2 separate regions of the Zea mays genome follow, and region 2 is linked to region 1. A link is a contact called in public Hi-C data. All regions are on one chromosome and are shown on one strand. The core of a region is the stretch at or near the end of the contact, and the rest is flanking DNA. Distances in the headings are between cores, read along the strand shown.

Region 1 (5,112 bases), core at 1,215-3,714:
CTTTTAATAAATTGGTCAAGTTTTATTAGTAGTTACTAAATGTAAGTAAATACCAAACCAGAGTAATAATAGATCAAAAGTAATAATAAAACCACAATGCGATGCAAATGACAAATTGAATTTAATTCCATAAATTAATCATGCGAGAGTCATGATCTGCTCATGACCGCGAGCACGGCTAGTATACCAGTTTTACACTCTACAGAGGTTGTACCCTTTACCCACAAGTCATGTCACCCGGTTGCCAAGGGGTCTAGAAGTCCCATTCATCTCTACCGAGGATATGAGGCAGGGTAACACTATGAGGCCTTTATAAAGTTCCACTAGCTTTAGAAAACCCGCTACAATTTTAGGGAGCGCAATGCAGGAATCCCCTGTCTGACCGCCATCGCAGCAAAATCAACTAGAGAACCTCCCTACACCGACAACTCCCCTACTGCCCTTGCCCCTTTCGGATAAGGTAGACCTCCACTACCTTTTCTAATTAGTCAGCCAAGGCGTCCCATTCCACCCTTGTGGTGGCACATGTTTGTCAAGTTAATCTCCATGTTCCAATTAACATAATAGTCTTATTATGAACAAAATAGAAAGATTATAATAAAGAATGAGCATGTGTAATAGTTATCTCAACACCCAAACCACATATAGCAATAGCAAAGACTACCCAAAAGTTCAGGGGTAAACCAGGTGTAAAGATGACCAAACTAGGGTGACATATTGGGTCCCATCAAAATTAAGCCTATGCATGCCAAAATGAATATAGAGAACATTATTGGATAAATAAAAGTGGTCAAGGGCACAACTTTCCTTTAATGAGCTCCTGCTCAGCAATTTCCACCTGCTAGGTACCGGGATCCTCGATCACTTGCTCGTCTACTTGAAACAATACAAACAAACATAGTATAAGGGAAATTAACATCACACCAAACAAAGAGATATAATGCATGATAATATTCTATACATCGTGACGAGATCGTAGGTTCAAGAATCACTAAATTCGGAGTAACGAATGATAGGTTATGATTTTCCGAAGGTTTTATGTGTTTGGTACAAAAATAACCAAGTGATCAATTTTAATCTAGGTTTCATGCTAAAACAGAGTTACCAAGTGATAAACAATATTATTACCAAATTAATGCATCTGGAATGGGTTAAAAAGGAGTTAAATAAATTTTATATGAATTAAACAAGTTTTGGGATTATTTTTACACTAAAAATCATTTTCTATATTAATTCCTCTGATTTATTAAGTGTCTGGACCGCGTGCACAAATACCAGGAAGTTCAGGGACTAACTCATAAAATTCCCAAGACTTAGATTTAAACTCTTTACTATGCTCAATGCTATGCGGGTTAGTTCCTATTTTTCTCGGGGTTCTTTTGCAAAACGTATGACTGAAAGGGTATCGGCTGATACTATCCATCTGATCTCCCCTGAACGGCCCAGATTAGATTTATTAACCAGCGAACCGGTACGCGATGCCGACCCCAGGATCTAAAATCTACGGCACGGATCTTACTTGCCCCGGAGTCGCCCCGATCCGCCCTATCGGATCTTAATGGTTCTGATCCCCTTGCCCCAATCGTTACGCCAGGATCCAATCTTAGCCGTCGCTACGGAATCCAACGGTGCCAGCAATCCCATGGTCGCCCCCGACGCCCCTGTTGACCGAACCAGGGCGACGCCGTCGGCATTCCGCGGTAGTGATGATTCCGGTGACACCGCGATCATCCCCTGGCGCGCCCCCGGTACCCCGACACGAATTATCATGTTGATCCGCCATCAGCCCATCTGTCGAACGCCAGAAGACCACTAATTGGTCAGTTGGTCACCCGGTATACCTGCCCCCGAGAGACACGGATCACTGGCCACCACCAAACGCCGATGAGCAATTCAAGGCTATCCCGCGAGTTATACCTAGCCTAGGGCTACGCGACATGAAGTCCATTACCAGGATGAGGGCTCGGGTAGGTACATACCAAAGGGAAAGCGTAGCAGGTGGTTGTCCACGATACAAGGCGGACGCGCGGTGATTCTTGTCACCGACGAGCTCCCCCCTGGTGCCCTAGCCACCAAATCGGCCCGCCCCAAGATCCAGGTGTACACCACGCGGCCAACGACGAGTCGCCTACGGCACCACAGTTGCCACGTCGGTGAAGCGGCCAACTCTGGTGATGCTCTACCCTCCTCTACGCGAGATTGCCGGCACTGGTTGTTTGGGTAGATAGTGGTGACCGAACGGACAGGTGGAGAGGGGCAACCTATTTAACAGTACCAGACGACCCTAACTACGGCACATCAGCCTAATCCGTTGCATGATTGTCGAAATCCGCGACGGAGAGTTCGGACAAGCGCGGCGTCGCGGTTAGCTGGAAGACGAGAGTTTCTGCCCACCGCAGCCCACTTGTTAGCGAGACAGACACGACGCAGAGTGAAGATCGGCTGACGCGCGGGCCCCATATGCAGTGGCGCCCGGCGCGTCTAGCTGACGAGAGGGGCCGGGGTGTCGGCGCACTGGCCCAGTTGGGCTGCGTGTGGAGACGCAGATGCACCCATTTCTTTTTTTCTTTTCTTTTCTGTTTTCTTTTCTCTTTATTTTTGAATCTCAAATTTAAATCCATGTTTTGTTGTGAGTTTTTGTATCTAGATCAAATGTACAAATTGAACATACCAGTATGGAAGGATTTTATTTATTTATATATTTATTTTCTTTATTTTATATAGTATTTCCCTTCTCTTTCTCCAAATTCTAAATTGCAAATTAGGTCTTAAATTCTAATTTGGACATTAATGTATTTCTATTAGTATTATTGTTATTATTATTAAATGCACACACAAATAAACTCCAACATGATGCATAGATTATTTATGTGTCATTGGTTAATTGTTCAGTTTAATTATGGTTATTCCTATGTTCTAATAAGGAGAGGGCAAAACATATAATGAGATCAACTCTTTTCTTATTATTTACAATCTAGGTATGACACGTAGAGGTCAATGACTTTCGTCCCATAAGCCTTATTCACAGTTTTACTAAAATTGTCTCCAAGGTGCTAGCAGTTCGTCTTGCTCCAAAATTGTCCAATTTGGTCGCTACAAGTCAGAGTAAGTTTGTTAAAGGCAGGTGCATACATGACAATTATTATGTTGTTGCAGCAAACCGCCAAGGCATTGTATTTGCAAAAAACGACATGATTCTACTGAAGTTAGATATTAGCAAGGCCTTCGATTCAGTTTCTTGGCCTTTACTTTTTGAGGTGCTTAGACATATGGGTTTTGAGCCTTTTTGGTGTGTTGTGGTTTCCAAACTGCTGCGCTCTTCCTCCACCAGAGTCCTTGTAAATAGTGAGCCGAGGGGATTGATCTATCATCAAAGAGACCTTCGTCAAGTTGATCCACTATCTCCTATGTTGTTCATTTTGGTTTTGGACATTTTGAATTCCATCATAACTGAAGCTTCGGATCAAGGGTTGTTATGACCTGTGTTGAATAGTGCTAATGGGTGTAAGGAAAATGGACCCCAGGCCATTTGTCTCAAAAGGTTTTGGTGTTTGATGATCAACGTAACATGTGGACTAATGTGTTTGCTTGTGTTTATGTTTGTAGTTCACATGATGCTAAAGTTACTTGGACTAAGGCATTGAGTAAAGCAACACCTCAAAAGAAGACATTATGAAGATCACAATTGAAGATCAACAAGTATCAAGCAAAGTCCAAGAAACGAAGAATAGTGTTGCCACTGGCGGACTGTCCGGCTGAGAGCATCGGACTGTCCGGTGGCACACCAGATTGTCCAGTACCACACGCCGAACTGTCTGGTAGCCCAACGGCTACTTCCTGGTGGCACTGGTGGAGAGAAGCCACCGAATTGTCTGGTGTGACGTCCAGACTGTCCGGTGTAAAATCCTACAACACCAACAGCCACCTGCGTGTCTGATCCAACAGCAAGGTGCACCGGACAGGGGCACCGGACTGTCCGGTGCCTCCACCGAATTGTCCGGTGTGCCGCGGAGCAGTAGCTTTTCTCCAACGGATAAAATTGAGTTGGGGCCTATATATACTTCACCCAACCGGCCATTTCAAGGTGTGGGAGCCCAAGAAACATACTAAGGCATATAGTAGACATTTCCATGTGCTCATACACCCAAGTGCTTAATAGAATCACTTGGTGATTAGTGTAGGTGCTTTGCGAAGTGCTTAGGTTAGTTAGACCGCATTAGCTCTTGCTCTAGGTGAATCCTAGTTAGTTGAGTGAGTTTAAAAAAACCACACAACCCCTCGGCTCTTGCATGAGCCATTGTAATTGTACCGAGTGAGGCAAGAGTCTTGCGACGTGACAACCACGTTTGTGTTACGGTCGCCACCGTGTACCAGAGGGAACGAGGCCTGCGACGTTTTTGGCTGGAAGCTCGATAGTGGGGACGGCGGGGAGCATCCGAGAGGAGCCGAAAGCGGAGCACCACTTGCACGTGGAGAAGGCCCGTGGCTTTCTACGGAGTTACTCGACTGTGGTGCTTGGCCCTCACGTGGGCTTCCCTTTGCGTAGGGGCACCAACGAGGATTAGTCGGGACCTTGCGTGGTTCCGGATACCTCGGTAAAAATACCAGTGTCATCCACGAGAGTTTGCATCTCTACCTTGCTCTTTAGCTTCCGCATTTATATTAAGCATTTAAGTTTCAATCTTGTCTTTATACTTATATTGTTTAGGATTGAAACTTAGACATTATGGTAGAGATAGCAACACATAGACAAAACCTAGTTTGCACATTCTAGATTGTTTAAATTGCATAGGTTTTGCTCTAGGGATTTAATTGTGGCCTAGTTTAGAGAAAGTTTTAGAAGTCCTAATTCACCCCCTCTTAAGCATCACATGTTTCATTCAATGGGCAAAGATTATCTTTATACGTCGATGGTGTAGTATTATTCATACAACCCCAACCTGAAGAGTCTTCGGTGAAATTATCCGGGTCTTCGGTGAAGCTTCAGGTTTAAAAACTAATATCAATAAGAGTTCTATTAGTCCTATCAGGTGTAGTGAGGAACAGTTGGAAGTGGTTTAACAGATAATGCCCTGTAAGGTGGTCCACTTTCCATGCATGTATTTGAGGTTT
Region 2 (5,112 bases), core at 1,310-3,809, 400 kb after region 1:
TAATAATTTGATACAGTATTATCTATTTGTTTATTGTACTTTAAAAAATGGTTTGTGTTTTTTTTCCTAAATTTCATCGCAGCTGGGGCATGCCGGAGCTCGTCCGTAGGGCAGTGCTGGCTACGGATGGATGGTGGGGCCTCGGCGCGACTCTAGCAGGAGCTCGAAAGTGCCTCCATGGTAGCACAGTTCAAGTTTCTAGTTCTGCTTGTCTGTTGCGTGACGGGTAAAAACGTCTCCTATACCACAAATACATGGAGATGAATTGGAAAACGGAAGCAAATACGTTAAATGGTAGTAGAATCAATTAAAAATGTTTGTAGTCCCTTTTCTACGAAATAATTGTTTGGAGTGGCATTGTTGCGAAGCAGATTGTTTGTAGTCCCAATAATACAATTGTCTCGCCTGGTGAAGCTGAAACTAATAATTTTTCTCAACTCTTTCTTCTGCCATCTTTTCTGAGAAGTTTTACCAAACGTTTTGTAAACAGTTTTATTTTCATAGGCGAAACTGCTCACGCGAACCAAAGCCAAAACAAACTGCCTAACTAGTAAAACTGAGGTGTATCAGACAAGCCCTAGGTACGTAGGCAGGCAGTTGGATGATCTAGTCCAGTAGAAAAGAGTGAACAGTTTGGACCTTTTGTACTTCTATTACTTTGAAGATGAGTTCCCCCGGTTCCTGGTGATAATTTAAACAATCAACAGCCCATCATACTTACAGTCGGTAAAATAGAGGACACAAACTATAAATGACACTGTTTATCGAATAGAGTTTGAAATGGAGGATAATATATGAGATGAGATAGACGATCTGATGGAAATACTAAATAATCAACAGCCCATCACACTTACAGTTGGTAAAATAGAGGACACGGACTATAAATGACACTGTTTATCGAATAGAGTTTGAAATGGAGGATAATATACGAGATGAGATAGACGATCTGATGGAGATACCCTAAAACTAGCCATGCGTGCATGACAATTTCCTTGTGTACCTAGCTCACACCGAAAGTGCAGCTGCAAGAGCCTCACTGTAGCACAACCTAGCCTGTCACCGCATTTGCTTGTCATGACCTGCCTCTTTTCAAGCAGGATTTGTGCTCATGTGTTCATGCATGCATGCTTCCATATTATCTTGAGAGCATTAAGTTCTTCTAAACTGGAGAACAAAGGTTTCATTCAATTCGGGAAACATTCATTTGGTCGGGGAAACAGAGCTGACATGGTTAACTAGACAAACATTCTTCTCATGACACCAGACCAAAGCAACAGTAAGATACTACTGCCTTTTGCTAATTAAATACTCCCGCCAAGTCAGTCACGCATGCTGGGATAAAAGGTAAGGTCAACTCTTGAGCCCCACCTGAAGCCTGAATCAAAGTTCAGTTTTCTTGGGTTCCTGGACACCCTGGTTTCTTATTGGAAGATTCCACGGACACATGAACAGGATGCAGGCTCAAGGGGCTTCATCACCTTGTCCACATTATTATATGAGCTAGCTGAACAACTACTGTATTATTATAGGGGAAAAAAGATTATGATGCATGTGCAGATCACACTGAGGCAACTTGACTCACTGACCTGTGACTGATCATGTAGCAGATAGTAGGTGAATCTTACTAGTATTGCATAGCTTCCACTTTTATTTTGTTTCAGTCTGGGTACTGGGATCATGTGGGCTGTTGCCTGCAGTAGTAACCAGTAAGAGCTGCCGGCATCCTGCTTCTTGCTGAAGAAAGTTTTTGCTGTGTGCTTAAGAAAGTTAAGAAGTGTCGTATTTCAATACAATTACTTCTTTGGAGATACTAATCCACAAAGATAAAGATGGCGTGCTACTAAAAGCTGGAGTTTGACATCCATAGGTGTTTCCTGAAGGGCGTCGTTTATTCTCTATAGCTACACACAAGCAATTTCGTTGCTTAAACTTTTTGTTCAAGGAAAACACCACATGCACATCCTTCCAAGAGTTGCTGCCTTTTTCACCTTAAATCCTCATGAACACCCTCCAATGAACCTATGAGCAATAATTTGAAATTCTCTAGACAGTGACCAGAGCACATAGGAGAAAACAAGCACATGGAGGGGATTAGCAAAACGGCGCGAGGAAGCTTGCTGGGTCCTTCTCCTGGTATCCTCTTCCCCCAGACAGCTGACCTAGAGCTGGACCTGGCAGTATGGCTCTGCCCTCCCAGGGCAACTGAGCCAAAATTTAGTATTTTCCCTCTTGTTTTTTTTCTGTTCTTTTTTTAACTGAACAATACACTGGTAAATAAACTAGCTGTGACACTTGCTGCAGCAGTTACAGGATCAGGAGCCTACAGGTCACACACCACACTGGAACCCCTCTTGTGCCTTTTTGCTTTCCGTGTGCTCAGCTCACTCAGCATCCAGCAAGCCTCCCCTGGACAGTTCTTGAGCAATGCATATTTTTCAGGGTAACTTTTTTGCTTTAAACGTTTTTTTTTTTGTACCAAGATTTCTTTTGTGAATTGGCAGCGGTGCCCCTCCTCCGCCACTGCCTATATATGTGCCCTCAAACCCGCTCCATTGCTCTGTAGCTCTTCCCTCTGCTGCTCTCTCTGAGCCTGGCCCTTGCCCTCCTCTCCCTCCGGGAACCAGCCCTGCTCTCTATGCTCCTCTTCCATTCATAGCCTCGGCCTTCGTCTTCCTCCATGGATCCGCGCTAAATGCATTGCGAGGTTCCAAACTGGTAGCACTTCTCCCTGCTCCATCTGCCGCAAGATGTAAGCACGGCCTCACGCCCTCACTTGACACTCCGACTGGCCATCCAGAATATACCTTCAGATCTTCCTGTCTGCGAAAAGCGACGCCCTTTTGGCCCGGGCAATGGAGGAGAGCTTCGTGCCCTTGCGGGGCATCAAGGACGACCTCCACGGGAGGCTCGCCTGCTACAAGCAGGACTGGACCGGAGGGTTCCGTGCCGGTATCAGGTATGAACTGAAGGATACTCCAATCTTTCCTCGTAATCTTGCATTGTGCTGTCTAGGATTAGGAATTCGGTATCACCATGGTGCCAAAATCTCGAAACTGACTGCGGCGGAGGTAGTTAGTCCTAGTCCTTTTGTTTGTTGTTGTTCTGAAGTTTGTTCTTGCCTCGCGCAAGATCTTGAAAAGGAGTGGTTTTTGGGGTGTTTCAGGATCCTGGCGCCTACCACTTACATATTCTTCGCGTCCGCGATACCGGTGATATCGTTCGGGGAGCAATTGGAGAGGAACACTGGTAAATGGAGGGGGTGGGTTCAAATTTAAGTACTCGGTGGTGTTAGTTTCGGTGCAGTGCGTGAGGAGAGGAGCTTATTTGTACTTGTGCAGATGGAGTCCTCACAGCAGTGCAGACGTTGGCGTCCACTGCCCTGTGCGGCATAATCCACTCCATTGTAGGAGGGCAGCCCCTGCTGATCCTGGGAGTTGCCGAACCGACGGTACTCATGTACACATTCATGTTCAACTTTGCCAAGGACAGGCCCGACCTCGGACGGAATCTGTTCCTGGCCTGGACCGGTTGGTAGGTCATCTGTGCTGGGCTGACTGAGAAATTCATTGAAGATTGGTTTGGTACAATGATGGCATTGTTTGAATTGGTTCCTTTTCTTCTTGTTGTTGTTGTCATGTTTGCGTGCAGGGTTTGTGTGTGGACTGCTATCCTGCTCTTCTTGCTGGCCATACTAGGCGCGTGCTCCATCATCAACCGGTTCACCCGCATCGCTGGCGAGCTGTTCGGGCTTCTGATTGCTATGCTCTTCATGCAGCAGGCTATCAAGGTTGGTGATAACTGCAGGCCTTTTGAACCCGTTGCTGCTTTCCAGGCTTGGAATGAAACCCTGTGCTGATGCAGAAACCTTTTTTTAAGGCGTGCTGCTGCTGCTGGACCATAGAGCTTTATACCAAACTCCAGTTGCCTTGCCTCTCGAAATTGTGTAGTACTCCAGTCAATCTGAATGCTACTAACTAGTGGAGAATCTAGTAGGTTGCTCAAAGGCATGTGCAAGTGCTGGAAAAAAAAGCACATGGAAGCCAATGGAGATGTCTCTAGCTTCTGTTTTTTTTTGTGCCATTGGTCACTAGTGCAACCAAATATTTCAGTGTCCTCAGTTTCGAACAAAAGAAAAGAAAAGGTAGATAAAATCAAGAAGGCTTGTTTATAAAAATAAACGGTGTTTTCCTGCAAAAAGGTTTGTCAAAATATATATTTTTTTAAAAAAAAAACTACCATAAATTCATGTGTACTGAAGTAATTTGCAAGCTGACTTCTCTGTGGCCATCTGGATGTGCGAGCTCACCAATATGTGTGATGGTCGCAGGGACTTGTCGACGAGTTCCGCGTTCCTGAGAGGGAAAACACAAAGGCACTAGAGTTTGTTCCATCATGGCGGTTCGCCAATGGGATGTTCGCAATTGTCTTGTCGTTTGGCCTTTTACTCACTGCCCTCAGGAGCAGGAAGGCACGATCATGGCGCTATGGGACAGGTATCCATCCGAAAATTGTTCTTGTCCTGCAGATGCTGCTATGAGAACCATAATACTATATACTTAGTCCAGTAGCAAATTTCTGATGATACTACTCCTCTACCTAGGTTGGCTGCGTGGCTTCATCGCTGACTATGGTGTTCCACTGATGGTGCTAGTGTGGACTGGAGTGTCTTACATACCTTATGGAAATGTACCAAAAGGAATTCCGCGGCGCCTTTTTAGCCCTAATCCATGGTCCCCTGGCGCATACGACAATTGGACAGTCGTCAAGGTATTCCAACACTCTCAAAAAGATTCTAAACGTTAAGAGTTATTCATGTGAAACACCACTGCATATTGATTAAGTTCTTTGACATCGATCAAATGGGCAGGACATGACACAGGTTCCACTCCTCTATATCCTTGGTGCATTCATACCAGCAACGATGATCGCTGTTCTCTACTACTTCGATCACAGCGTTGCGTCTCAGCTTGCTCAGCAGAAAGAGTTCAACTTGAGGAAGCCTCCATCCTTCCACTACGATTTGCTTCTCTTAGGTTTCCTGGTATGCCCAGACGTGCACAAATTTTCAGTACCAAATTTTGGTGTTTTTCTATACATTTCGATAAATAACAA

The links. Hi-C and Micro-C count contacts between places; a contact is called where the count stands out from the background.
Region 2: a Hi-C map of tassel shows a contact between it and region 1, with 1.8 times the contacts expected there. The contact joins the promoter of LOC100285382 here to the enhancer-like site in region 1. A contact is called at or near these places in 2 of 25 Hi-C or Micro-C datasets (ear and tassel).

The regions. Positions count from the first base shown.
Region 1 is chr1:152,653,512-152,658,623 of Zm-B73-REFERENCE-NAM-5.0, forward strand. No RefSeq gene overlaps it. Among protein-coding and RNA genes, the nearest start is that of LOC103639529, 81 kb to the left of the region's middle. Within about 2 kb of position 2,465, at least 18 of the 20 cell types and tissues checked have an H3K27ac peak or open chromatin away from gene starts, as enhancers often do. A contact at or near this core is called in ear and tassel, where this site is marked.
Region 2 is chr1:153,050,260-153,055,371 of Zm-B73-REFERENCE-NAM-5.0, forward strand. LOC100285382 reads left to right here and starts at 2,560. Exons shown (of 12, transcript NM_001158275.1): 1 at 2,560-2,956; 2 at 3,164-3,246; 3 at 3,339-3,531; 4 at 3,649-3,787; 5 at 4,328-4,493; 6 at 4,601-4,767; 7 at 4,868-5,041. The coding sequence starts at 2,853.